Linked DNA regions of Oryctolagus cuniculus: region 2 is linked to region 1. Evidence: chromatin contacts called from public Hi-C data. All regions are on one chromosome and are shown on one strand. Each heading gives the region's core, a stretch centred on a gene start, on an enhancer-like site or on the middle of the called end of the contact. The rest is flanking DNA. Distances are from core to core; before and after follow the strand shown. Region 1 holds the start of PRAG1 (PEAK1 related, kinase-activating pseudokinase 1). Region 2 has its middle 52 kb from the start of CLDN23.

What was found. Hi-C and Micro-C count contacts between places; a contact is called where the count stands out from the background.
Region 2: a contact with region 1 is called in a Hi-C map of an unstated tissue, with 1.9 times the contacts expected there. The contact joins the enhancer-like site here to the promoter of PRAG1 in region 1. A contact is called at or near these places in 2 of 6 Hi-C or Micro-C datasets (skin fibroblasts and an unstated tissue).

Annotation. Positions count from the first base shown.
Region 1 is chr2:78,154,048-78,160,816 of mOryCun1.1, forward strand. PRAG1 (PEAK1 related, kinase-activating pseudokinase 1) reads right to left here and starts at 2,957. Exons shown (of 6, transcript XM_070068513.1): 1 at 2,820-2,957.
Region 2 is chr2:78,365,830-78,372,598 of mOryCun1.1, forward strand. No RefSeq gene overlaps it. Among named protein-coding and RNA genes, the nearest start is that of CLDN23, 52 kb to the right of the region's middle. Within about 2 kb of position 3,757, at least 4 of the 8 cell types and tissues checked have an H3K27ac peak or open chromatin away from gene starts, as enhancers often do.

The DNA.
Region 1 (6,769 bases), core at 1,707-4,206:
TACCTCTCTCTATAACTCTATCTTTCAAATAAATAAAGTAAATCTTAAAAAAAAAAAAAAAAAAAAGGCACAGTTACAGAGAAAGAGGGAGAGACAGAGAGAGATCTTCGATCCACTGGTTTTCTCCCCAAATGGCCCCAACAGCCAGGGCTGCACCAGGCTGAAGCCAGGAGCCAGGAGCTTCATCTGGGTCTCCCACGTGGATGGCAGGGGCCCAAACACCTGGGCCATCTTCCATTGCTTTCCCAGGCCATTAGCAGAGAGTTGGATAGGAAGTGGAGCAGTCAGGACATGAATCAGTGCCCATATGGGATGCTGGCATTGCAGGCGGTGGTTTTACCAGCTACACCACAGCACCAGGCCGCAGATCTAATCCTTTAAGTTGATTGTCAGGTTCTCCTCTCCAAATATGCCCGAGTAGCAGGTTCATTCTTTGCCAAATTCTCCCGAAGGGGTCACTGGGCTTCATTCAACACACTGAGGATGCAGGGCTGGTTTTTTTTTTCTCCTACAATCTCGAACCACAGACAGCCATAGGCTTGCTGCTGAATTTTGCAAGGAGAGGAGCAGTGGAGGAACTATTTCAGTCTTCAGCGGTGAGGAGTGGGTGTCCTCCTGGGCAGCTGATGGGTGCAGCCTGTGGATTTCCCCCACAGAAAAGACAGCAGCAGGGCTCCCACGGCTGGTTGCTGCAGGGCGGGGCGGGGCGGCAGAGGAAGAGTTTGGAAGGCAGGTCTGTGTGGGCTCCTGGCTTCCAGCTGGCTCCTCGGAGAAGGCTGGGCATCCAAGCACTCCCTCAGGGGCCACCAGATTCCCACAGGAGCTCTTGGAGGTGGTCACCTCCTACCACTTCAACAGGGAAATGGGAACACACACTTATCATGGGGCGGGGGCTGCTTGATGGAGAGACTCCTTCCGTCTCCCGCCTTTGCAGCCAATGGCCCGCTCCAGCCCTGGGAGCGAGCCAGGCTCCAGGTTACCAATGTGCCAGGCGTTTCCTTGGGTATCCCTCCCGTCCTCAGCTGGGAGACTCTCCAATGGTTGGGCACGCAGCTGCCCAGGGACACAAAGGTAAAGTTGTTGGAAAACGGCATGAAGCCCCAGGCACCCCACCATCCTGCTACAACTGGTGTCTCGGGTCCCAGCAAACAGCTCACCACCATGTCAAGCCTGAAACCCTCGTCTAGTATTCCAATAAAAGAGGAGGAAAAATCCAAATGGCACCCCTGAAGCAGGAGCTGCGCTGAGGCTAGCCCCAGCAGTGCCAGCTCTCCACAGCCTGGGAATGGCACCTCCCCAGCCCACATTCCCTCCCTCCGGGGGGGAGGCAGCCCCCAGAATTATGCAAATTCGCCCATTTCAGTAGGAGGCTGCAGTGCAAGATTAGAAAAAGATCTCAGCATTCCTTCTGATGCAAGTCATGATAAAATATCTTTGCCTCTGCAAACTTCTGCACTACATTCGTGGCTGCAATTTGCAAGACTGAAGCTGTCAGATACACTCCCACCCCATTTCACAAGGAATCTGAGGAATCAGGGTGGCCAAATCCACTGTATTGACTATTTTAGCTCAAAATGTCCCTTATACTTGCATAGCAAGTCGCTCGTGCCTTACCTTGAAGTGACAGAATTCCAGAAAAAAAAAAAAAGTAGTCTAAATTTTTTCCCCTATATCTTGTAATCAAATGAATGCTATGCCAGAAAAAAAGGAACCGTGTATAGAAAAGTGTTTGCATTTCAACACGGTCCATTGGCCAGGGTTGCCGGGCAGAAAGGAAAAAAGTCACAGCCTTCACACACACACACACACGGTAAGTTAACATACATAACTTTCTATTTTCTTTTCTCTCTCTTTCCAGTGCTGTGTAACCTGACCTCAGCAGAAGCAATGTGATATTTAAACCGATTCGGAGGAGACCCGGGTCTCACAGGACCTCAGCTAGCTGCAGGATTCCCTTGGGTTTCCTGTCAAAGTCCCTTCCCCCGGAGGGAAGGGGACGTTGGCTGCTCAAGATATATTATAGCTGGGCCGGGTGATCAATCAAGCCTTGCGGACGCACGGGCTGCGTGCATTGCCAAACTCCTTGGCCCCGGACCTTTGGGCTTCGGTATCGGCTCTGCGAAACCATGTGCCCGGGCGCGCGGAGCGTGACCTGGCGGGCGGACACACACGGCGAGGCGACACTTTCTGCCGCCTCCATTCCCATCCGCAGTGCACTGTGTGTGTGTGTGTGTGTCCCCGGCCGGGAGCGGGCGGCACAGGCAGAGGGGAAAACGGGCTCTCGGCGTGTGTTTCCCAGCGAGCCACCAGGGCTCTCGGGAACCGGGCTCACCTCGCATCGCTGAGCGAAGGCACCTACCCCGCGCCCCCAAGCCATCACCCCCCGGGGCCCGGTCCGAGCAGCCGGGCCGGCCACTCGCTCGCTGCTCCGTCCACAAAGGCGGACCCCCAAAGCCCGCGTCTGCTGGCGCAAAAGGAGCAGTAAGGACCACCCCAACAGTCGCTTCCCCCTCCCGGAACTCCCAGGAAAGTTTCCCTGTCTCCAAGAGCGCGATTCTCGAATGAATCGGTAACAGCCCTCCGCCTCCCGGGTCCTCCCCGCTTTGCGTCCCCACCTCGGGGCACCGCCACCCCGGGCGCACGCGGTCAGGACGCCCCCCACCCGCCCCGGGCGGCCGCCTGTCACCCCGGGGAACGCCGACAGAGGGTCGCGCGCTCCGCGGCCGCCGCGCTCCTCCGACCTCCTCGGTGCGGCCACGTTAGCCATGGGAGACACACACAAAAAGAGGCCGCCTCTGCAGCACGTTGTCGGGGCTCACCTCGGGGCTGCGCTCCCGGGGCCTCGCCGTCGGTCGCCGCGCCGCCCTCCGCCGCGGAGCATTGTTCGGAGAGGAGCGGCGCGCGGTGCGTGCCCGGCCGCGGGCGGGTGTCTTCTGCCTGGGCCCCGCGGCCGGCTGGCAGCTGCGCGCGCGGCTCCGCCCCCTCAGCCTCCGGTTACGCCGCCCGGCCCGGCCCCCGCCGCCCCGCCGCAGTCCCCGCGCCCGGCGCCCCTCCGCGCCCGCGCGCCTGCCGCCGCCGCCGCCTCCCCGGCGGGCGCTCCCGCCACCCCGCGCGCCCGGCCCGCCCTCCCGCTCCGACAGCGAGGCTCCGCCCCAGCCCGAGCGCAGGAGCCGGCGGACCCCCGCGCCCTGCCCCGCAGGCGCCCCTGCCCCGTGGGGGCTCCGCGCGGCCGTGCGGGCGCGAGCTGCGGCGCGTGCAGGCTTCCCTTTGCCACAGGGTGCTCGCTTGGGGGTGGGTGCCCTGCAGCCCTCAGGGAAGGAGAAGCAGGGGTAGATTCCTGAGCGCACCATTGAGGCCGGCGGCATGGGCACTTGGGGTGCCGGTTGCTGTCACCCCCGGACGGATGGTGGCGCGGGAGAGACCTGGGCTTTCTGCAAATCGCTCAGCCTTTGAGTTGGAGCTTTCTAGAGGGAGAATGCAAGGATCGGGCTGCTGAGAGCTGGCCTTCCAGCTTGCTGGAACATCCAGGCCCTCCGCAGGCCACTGCACCTGAGTTTGCACGGTTTCCAGTGAGTCATCCCCTGAGTTAGTCCTGGGGCTACAGATTTCTTCACTCAGTGTAATGACAGCCGCGATCCAGTCACGGCGCTCCCTCCCCTTCCATCTGCTGCCCGGGACCCGTGCACCTTGACCCGGGCGTTCCTTCAGGGAGCCTGCGCCGAGGTCACCTCCCAGGGCTCTGCATGGGTGGGGAAAAATCGGCCAAGCGGAACAGGAAGAAGACCCCCCCGGAAAAACTCCCTTGTGGCCTTCTCTGTCCCCCTCCCCCGAGAAGCAGTTTATGGTCCATTCCACTTCCGGTCCTCTGCCGGCCAGCCCGTGCCAGCCTGGGAGCCCCTACTACTGACAGAGGAAGGGGGTCCCTTAAGGTTCCTGGGTTTTCCTCCATGTTCCCAAGTCTCCCGTTTCTCCTAAGAGGATGAGTAGAATTGAGGAGTGGGGTAGGGACATTTGGAGGGACAGGAATAGAACCAACATTCATTACATGCTCACCTGGGTCAAGCAACCCCAATGGAGAAGGGACCACCGTTATCCCCAGTTTACAGAGAGGAAAACAGAGGCTCCGAAGGCCACGTCAGTTTCAAGGCTCCGCAGTTGATAAAGCGGTCATCCCAGCGTTGGGACCCAGAGCTGTGTGACCCCACAGGCAGTCCCACCCTCCCAGGCTGCCCTCCCTGAGGGCTGGTAGTCAGCCCTATCTTTCTTCCCGAAGTGGAGGGAGATCACTTGAACACATAGGAAGGAAGCCTCCGCTTAACTCGGTTAGCATCCACCAGAGCTGAGCCTTGGGCCGGCTCAATTAGAGACCCAGGAGGGGAAGGTGTTTTGAGAAGTTCCTGCCTGCCAGGTTCCAGGCCAGATGTTTGGGTTCATCCCCAGTAGAGCCCACTGTAAGGGAGACGCTGGCCCCATATGGTAAATAAAGGCTCCACTGAGTACACACGAGGCACTTCCTGTACACTTTATGTTTTTCTCTTTACCTAATTTCTTTTTGCTACACTAACAGGCAAAAGAATAGAATTATAAGAAGCAACCGCCATGGTGTGACAAGATCCTCTAGTGGTTCTGTGGCTTGGGACAGCTGTCCAAGGGTTCATTCAGTGTTAGTAACCTGTGTCCTCCAGTGATTTGCTGTGCTCACACACAAAATAAACGCATTATACTGTAGCTGCTGACATGCAAGGTGCATCGTTTTATGCCAGCAACATGTTCCTAAAGATGGCTTCATCTTGCCTAATGAAAGGAATCAAAAAAATACTTCAAAAGAGCCAGTTGGGTGCACACGAAACTCCATACTCTCACACACTGCTCCACCATTGCCTGTTAAGTAAGTGGCTTCCTCAGCCTAGCTACAGTCAGCTCATGCATTTCATAAACAATTCTGCTTGAACTTCCAGACTGCACCCCGCAATGCAGTGCCATTTGTGTACACACAGCATTCTGCTTCTAGCTCTTATCAGTCCATTTTCATGATGTTTTTAACCACAGAGTTTGGGCTGCGGAATACAGACCAGAGCATGAAGAAGAGCTGTTTGCTTTAATATGTTCGTCCACAGACTCCCTTCTGCGCGAGGGAAATTTTAGGAAGTTAGGAGAAGACATGGAAACAGAGTGCTTTGGTGAATGTAAAGAAGTTTGGAATTTGGGGCCAGTGTTGTGGCACAGTAAGTTAAGCCTCCACCTGCAGTGCCAGCAACCCATATGGGCACCGATTTGTGTCCTGGCTGCTCCTCTTCCCCTCCAGCTCTCTGCTTATTGCCTGGGAAAGCAGTGGAAGATGGACCAAGTGCTTGGGCCCCTGCACCCACATGGGAGACCCAGAAAAAAGCTCCTGGCTCCTGACTTTGGATCAGCTCAGCTCCAGCTGTTGCGGACATTTGGGGAGTGAACCAGCAGATGGAAGACCTTTCTCTCTGTCTCTTCCTCTGTCTGTAACCCTACCTTTCAAATAAAAAATAATTTTAAAAATAAAAAAAAGAAGTCTGGAATTAGAAAAGCAAAAGTGTAAAATTAGAAAGTGGGTACCATTGAATTCTATCACAGAAGTGCAAGCTGGCCAAACAACACGGAGGTTGGGTGAAAGACATCTCATACGTGATATTGCTCCAGCGGGAGAAAAGAGAGACGATTCTTACCTTCAAGTGAGAAAGGTGTTCAGTTTGAGTCAATGAATATTGACTCAGTGAATATTGAGTGGCCTTTGACTTATGAAGCTCTGCATGAGACACCGGAGGGAAAGCAAAGAAAGATGGGTAAGACAGAAAAATGTAAGCTCTGAGAGAGGAAGATAAGCCCGGGGCGGTGGGGGCTCAAAGGAAAAACACAAAAAGACACACAGACAAACAGGTTTCATGGAGGAAGGAGACTTGGAAGAATGAGAAAGATTTCTATTTGTGGACAATGGGGACTTTCCAGACGGAGAGCGTGGTGGCCACACAGGAATGGACGTGGGAGCGGGAGAGACGACTTTTTCAGTCTGCCTGGAGCGTGGATATTGGAGACGCGCCTGGGAATGTGGTGAGGCACTGCCTGGGAAGCGTTTGGTTTCTAGGTGAGCCAACAAGAACGTGTTATTTCGGAGTGGCAGAATGACATCATTCGGTGAGTTCTTCCTTAGCTGTCTGTGGATCTTGTATCCCAGAGACGACTGGGAAGTGGGGAGAGAGATTGGAGCTAAGGAGCCTGGCTTGCAGTTCCCATACATGCTGCAGATGGGAGTAGGGGCCTTTGATCAGGGGGACAGCAGAGGAAACAGGGTGGACAGTCAGTGTGCAATGGGCTTGAGAGATGGGGAGCTGGCTCCGCTCTCTCCCTACGCCCGATCACCTGCTGACTAACCATGGCTTATGCTACAGAGTAGCTCCTCTGCACGGGGAGCTGCATACTAAACACTGTACGTCACTTTTCTCTTTGAAACTTCGCAGAGATCCTGAGGCAGGTGCTGCTGTTAAGGAAGGAATCCCTGACAATGGACAGAATGAATCTTAACGCCTGGAGCCTGGTGGACTGGTGGTGACATGAGTCCCCACAAGAAAGCCAGAGGATTCCCTCTTTGGCCTTCTGGAGCCAAGTTCTCCTGCCAGAAGAGGTGTTTGGGGGACAGCGCTGTACCATAACAGGTAAAGCTGCCGCCTGCCGTGCTGCCATCCCATATGGACGCAGGTTCAGGTCCCGGCTGCTCTACTTCCAATCCAGCTCTCTGCTATGG
Region 2 (6,769 bases), core at 2,507-5,006, 210 kb after region 1:
AAGGAGAATCAGAATCAGCTCCTCCCAGAACAGGCTCCCTCTGTGAAGTCACAACAAATAGGGAGAGAGAGAAGAGCTTCATGCCAGGGCCTAGGACGGACTTAGTTACGCACTCAGGATTAGAAGCTATTTTTGATAAGCAAGTGGCCACAAGAAAGTCGATTTTTTTAATCTTTTATTTATTTGAAAGGCTAAACAGCAGAAAGAGAGGGAGAGACAGAAAAAGAGAAAGAGAGAGAGAGAGAGATCTCCTATCCACTGTTACTCTCCAAATACCCACAACTCCCAGGACTAGAAAAGGAGGAAGCCAGGAGCAAGGAACTCCACCCTGGTCTCCCACAAGAATTGCAAGGGTGCAAGCACTTGAGACATCACCCACTGTCTTCCAGACACAGCAGCAGGAAGCTGCCCCTTGAAATAGGACCTGGTGCCCACTTAGGATCCGAGGACTCTGTGGATTGCTTGGGTAGGTTGGGAATCAGTGAAGAAAAGTGTTGTCAACCCCTCCTCCAATGCATTTTTCACCGAGATTGTAACATAAGAAAAAGGTAAACCATTTAAAAGGAAACCAGTATTTTCCTATGCATTCACTGTAAAGAGGGACATGTGCCCCTCTCAGCATTTCTTGAGCGCCTACGGGCAACACACAGCTGGCCTCAGGACACAGGTGAGGGAGCTCGGGCCCAGTGGGTGAGAGAGCTGCCATCCACACGGAAGAGGGAGCCTTGTCCCACAGTGCGTGCGGGCTGCAGGGGCTTCAGGAATGGGGGAGCCATGCTTCTCTCTCAGGAGCTTCAGGGCTTTCGTGCTCGGGGAGACTCTGGGTTCCCTTCCTCGACCACAGGGTGGAATGAACTGACCTGTAACTGCACAACTTCGGCGGCACCTGCAGGAGGTCAAGTTGAGAAAGGACATGGCTGAACTGCCTCGAGGGGAAGTGAGAAGGGGAACTTGCTAGGATCTGTGCTATAATAAGACACAACTTACTGACAGCTGGCCTTGACCCTAGAGAACACTAAACACTTTAGATGCATGGCTTCATTTCCCACTCCCTCCACCACTGTCCGGGAATAAGACAGGTGCCATTGTCATTTCCAATGTACATTTGAGATAAAACGCCTGCAGAGATGATTTCACATATCAGAAGTGGCATAGCCTTCGCTAGAATCTGCCTTCCTGACTCTTCTGCCGTTCTGAACATTATCAAGAAGAACAAGCACCTAGCATGATTAAAATAATGCCATGCACAAAGCACCATAGATCACCCAAAGTCTCCTTGGTCTCAGCACGTCAGGAAAGTTTTACGATCTTCCGACATTCACATTGATGGAATTTGAATTATTGATGGTCACAGTACTAATAATATGTTAAATTAAGCAGAGGAAGAAGTCAGGGACAGAGGTATGATTTGTTTCTTTCCTAGACAGCCAAAGCAGTCGGACAAAACTAAGGCATCTGAAACACAAGTCAAGAGGTTTGACAGACTCTTCCTGGCTGCTCTCGGCTACACCTGGAGCGGGACATCAACTCAAATACCTAAGTAGAAGGACACGGGTGATCACAGAACGGACAGTTGTGGACCAAGGTGTTTCCCACGGATGGCCAGGCCATCTTAAAAAAAGTCACGCCTCCTTTGAAAATGCTGGCACTGTGGGCTCTTGACTTCTGGAGCGAGACAGTCTCACCTGGCATAGATCTGGGAGGTGACATGTAAGACTCTCCACTCAAAGGAGGAGCAGGAGTCGGGAGGAGAGGAAGGAACGGTGGCCTCCAGAGACTGGAGGCAGACTGCACAGGAGGTGAAAATCTGCAGCAGTTTGATGTAACTGGGGTGGGGCGGGGTGGGGTGGGGGTGTTCATGCTTGCGAAAGGCAGAGAAGAGATGAGGAGCAGGTGAGTTATGGAGGAATTTATCCCTAGGGAGACAGGCGGAAGCCACTGATGGGTTTTAGTGACTGTTAAGGGTATCTACTATTCCCTAGACTTGGTTAGAGAACTCATGAAATAATGTCTGTGAAGCGCATTTGCAGCCTTTCTGACTGCTTATGAGGAAATACCAAGGTGCTTATATCTCTTCTCCCGGCTGGCGAATGGAAAGACCATCCATAGAGTGTTTAAGGAAGAAACTCAAGGATCCCCTTAGCACTATAAAAGGGCTCCCAGACATTCTCTCATGGCTAATCCCGTGAAGCCCAAGTCATAAATCCAAAACTACATGCCTTAATTTGAAATTTGTATTATTTATTTGAGAGGCATACGGAGACAGACAGAAGACGACAGAGAAAGTTTCCATTCACTGGTTCACTCCTCAGATGCCCACAACAGCTGGGGCTGGGCTGGGACTGGAGCCAGAAGCTGGAAACACAACCCGGGTCTCCCACATGGGAGAAAGGAACCTAATTACTTGAGCCGTCACTGCTGCCTCCCAGGTTCTGCATTGGTGGGAAGCTGGACTCAGGATTCAGAGCCAGGAATCAAACCCAGACCCTCTAATGAGGGGATGGGTATCCTAACCACCAGGCTCAGCCCCAGCTCCCAAACTACATGCTGTAATTGACAAACATGCACATGTTTACAGATGGCTTTGATGGAAGCACACTCCAAATATGGTCTTGCTCTTAAGTTCCTGTTCAGGGACCAAATCATCACTAATGCTTCAGGAACATCCCCAGTCTACCCAGGTAGCATATTTGCAAGGCAGATATGAGTAATGAACAATAACCATGACCCATGGAGCCATTGTCATCATAAAAACTGTAGCAGTCACCAAGTGCTTGAAGTGTGGCAAAGTCTACAGCCAGGAAACCGGAATAGAACCCAAGTCTTGGATCCAATGGGTCATGGTGCACCATGTCTAAGCAATCATTATTTTGCCCCAGAGGGCACACAAATGAGCACACGGGAATCTGCATTTCTCCCAATCCATTTCTAGCCTAAGCACAGTGATGGGGAGAATTAAGACCACTTCTCTGTGGAACACACCATCGCCATGCCTTTTCATCCATTGAACAAAATTTATTGAACTTCTGTTATCAGCATTATGCTGGGCACCAGAAAAGGGAAATAAACAGAACCTAACCCTTGCCCTTGAACTGCTAATAGTGAGAGGAGAACAGTGAACTGGTTAAAAAATAATCTTGCAATATAGTCAGGGTAATAGATCCATTGGAACATGCAAGGCATTATTTGAAAAGACATATGTTGTCCCCAAACCAGGGTCAGAATAAAAAATAAACAGGAATTCCCAGCTGCAAGGTCTTACTAAACAATCCCCTTGACCCAGGACAACAGTCTTTAATAGGAAAAACAGGAAACATCCTATTCAAAATCATAGTGGAAGGATGCAGGCTGAATATTCATTAGGATGAGCGTGGTGGGAGGAGGAGGAGAAAACAGCAGGGAGCCAGGAACACTGAAGGCATGAGAATTTCTCCAACTGTTGAGCTGTGTTTCCTAGACAGCTTCTATACAGTAGGGGCGTTGACATTTTCCTGTTGTGAGACTAAAGATGAAAATGATACCTAGTTCAGATAACAAAATCTTATTTAGTTCTTGCTCTATCCACATTCTAAGAATAAGGTGCATAAGAGTAAAAGGATCATTTGCTTCTTGCATCATTGACGTCAGATTAAAGGAATACAGAGGCTATATGAAACCAGAATTATGATGTAGTGCAGCCAGGAGAGCTAACAAGGAGGGTGTCTTCTGGCTCTTTCTGCTGCTGGTGTTACTAAGACCACTGATAAGCATCACTGAGGCTGGCCAAATGGTTGGTGAGCAGGTGGGCCTAGAGGTAGACTGCCAGCGAGGGGATCCTATATATACAGTGGTGCTAGAAACACAGCACCACAAAACAGTTCTGGAAGAATGCGGATCGTTTTCTGTCTGCTTCTCTGAAAGAGGCAGGAAAGAATGCATATTGGCAGCTTAATTAACAAAAGTCTTGGGGCCGGCACTGTGGCACAGCGGGTTAATGCCCTGGCCTGCAGTGCTGGCATCCCTTATGGGTGCTGGTTCGAGACCTGGCTGTACCACTTCTGATCCAGCTCTCTGCTATGGCCTAGGAAAGCAGTGGAAGATGGTCCAAGTCCTTGGGCCCCTGCACCCATGTGGGAGACCCGGAGGAGGCTCCTGGCTCCTGGCTTTGGATTGGCGCAGCTCCGGCCATTGCAGCTATCTGGGGAGTGAACCAGCGGATGGAAGACCTCTCTCTCTCTCTCTCTCTCTCTCTCTTTCTGCCTCTCCTCTCTCTGTGTAACTCTTTCAAATAAATAAATAAATCTTAAAAAAAAATAGTCTTGCTGAATTGAGACATTAGCACTGAGTGCAGCCCCTCAAAGAGACAGCCAGGAAGTTTTAAAGGTGACCTAAAAAGAAGATTTCATTATAAGAACTGAAAAATACTTGCTGGCAACATTTCAGGAGAAATCAAATGCATTTGGCTGAGCCGCGTAAAGGAAATCAATGTTCTCTATTAGCTGAATTGGAGGTCACTCGCGTTTGTTTTCACTGCTCCTGAGACTTTGTAAGCTTCAACAGCCCAGTTCTTGCAGCATGAGTCACTGCTCTCTCACCTCCCTACCCTTCCTTCCTCCCCACGCCCCCGCCCGCTCCACTCCGCGTGTCACTTCCAGCCTGCATCCTCTCGTCTCTGACAAACACAAACCCCTTTGTGTCCGGATTCTTTCTGCCACATCTTCCTGGGGGAATGGGAAGGCACCGGGGCAGCTCAGTCCGATTCCCTTATGGTGCCACTCTGACAGCAGTCACCCCAGAGCAAAAGACACTGCCTAGGCCAGTGTCCCCCAGACACCCAGGTGAAATCTGGAAGTGAGGAAAGGGAAGGCAGCCTTCCGCAGGGAGAGGTGTGGTGGGGTCTTGAGCAGGCCGGAGAAGGTGGAAGGGGGAAAGTGATGACTCCACTGGATATAAAGAACACAGGTCTCCAAGTTTATTGTTTGCACCTTTTGCAAGCCCCTTGAACACCCCATCTCAAGAAGGCGTACCTAACTTTTGGAAGAGGCCCGCATCCCATCCAACACCCAACTTCAGCACCCACGTCCGGCTCTTGACTCAGGCTCCTACCAAGGCAGACCCGGGGAGGAGTGGTGATGGCTCAGTGACTGGGCCCCTGCCACCCCGTGGGAGACCTGGACTGAGTTCCCGGCTCCCAGCTTCTAGCCCAGCCCAGCCCTGGCTACTGCAGGCATTTGTGGAGTGACAGTAGACGGGAGATCACTCTCTGTCTGCCTCTCTCCTTCTCTCTCAAATTAAAAAATAATAATAATAATAAGCCCACCCCAGAGCTTCTGAGCAAGCATCCACCCAGTATCTTCTCTGTGCGGACTCAGGCTGAAATGTAATCCAGGCGCTACATGGCCTCAGAATGCTGCAGAATGCTTTCCACCCAACAGCTCATGCCGCTTAGTGACCTGACCCTTGTAAAGCACTTCCAAAGACATTCTCCCACTGGGATCTTCTAGAACTGCCACTCGACGTGGGTGCTCATCCCATCACGACTTGAGGTCTGGAGGCATTAATGCATTTTGCCTGATATAAGGTCGTGCCTTTAGTGAGATCAGAGCTGGGACAGCAACCTCCTCTCTTGACTCCAGAGCCCTGTCTGCCCTCTGCACCTTCAGAGTCTTGCAGATTCAATGGGCACTTAAAAGATGGTTCTGGTCCAGATATTTGCACAACAATTTGGGAACGCAGAGTGGGTTCACCTTCAGAGTGAGAACTACTTCGATGCAAACTTCAAAGCATTCTTTGGCATTTCATGGCGTAAAAATAAAAATTTAGGTGCACGCATCATTCTCTGTTGGCAAGTTTTACATCAATGGGCCCTTAAGCATCCTAGTGGGATGTGGCTTGGTATGCTCTTGACCATTACCCTTGGTTGAATTCGCAGCTGTGGCCACTTCACCTGTGTAAGCAGAGTATCCCAGAGGGCCTATCACAGTCAGGAGCTTAGGTGATGAGGTTAGCAATTTCAGATAGTCAGCACACTGGCGAGTTAACTTTTTCCTCTGTTGTGCTCTCTTATTAAAGAAATGCACCAGAAACTCACTTTAAATAAATCGTTTCACTTCTCTTGGACGTACTCACCCCATTTATAAAGCAGGTGTGACCCTGGTTGGCCCTTTTACATACAGCAGAGGGATAAGTGGGAGGGATAAGGAATTCTTCAGAGGCCTTGAGCTCCTGGGTGGTAGGGAAAAATGTGCTAGGGTCCTAGGGCTGCCATAGCAAAATATCACGCACAGAGGAACGTGGGCAACAGAAACCCATCTCTCACAGTTCTGGAGGCTGGAAGCCCAAGAGTAAGGCACTGGAGGACTGTGCTGCTTCTAGGATGCTAGGAAGGAGCCATCCCGGATCCTCTTCCAACCACCAGTCGTTCCTGGCTTCAGATCCTGGGACTCCACTCTCCACATGCCCTTCTCCCTGTGTGCGTGTTCTTGGTTTTCTTTAGTTAATTAATTGTATCTGAAAGAGAAAGGCAGATTGGTGGACAAGGAAACAGAGATCTCCTATCTGCTGGTTCACTCCTCAAATGCCTACAGCAGCCAGGGCTGGGTCAAGACCAAAGCCAGGAGCCAAGGACTCAATACAGGCATCTCATATGTTTGGCAGCGTTCCAATTACTTGAGCCATCATGTGCTGCCTCTCAGAAAGCTAGAATAAGGAGCAGAGCCAGGACTGCAATCCAGCCAATCTGATACGAGATGTGGACATCCCAACTAGTATCTTAGCTGCTCCGGCTTTC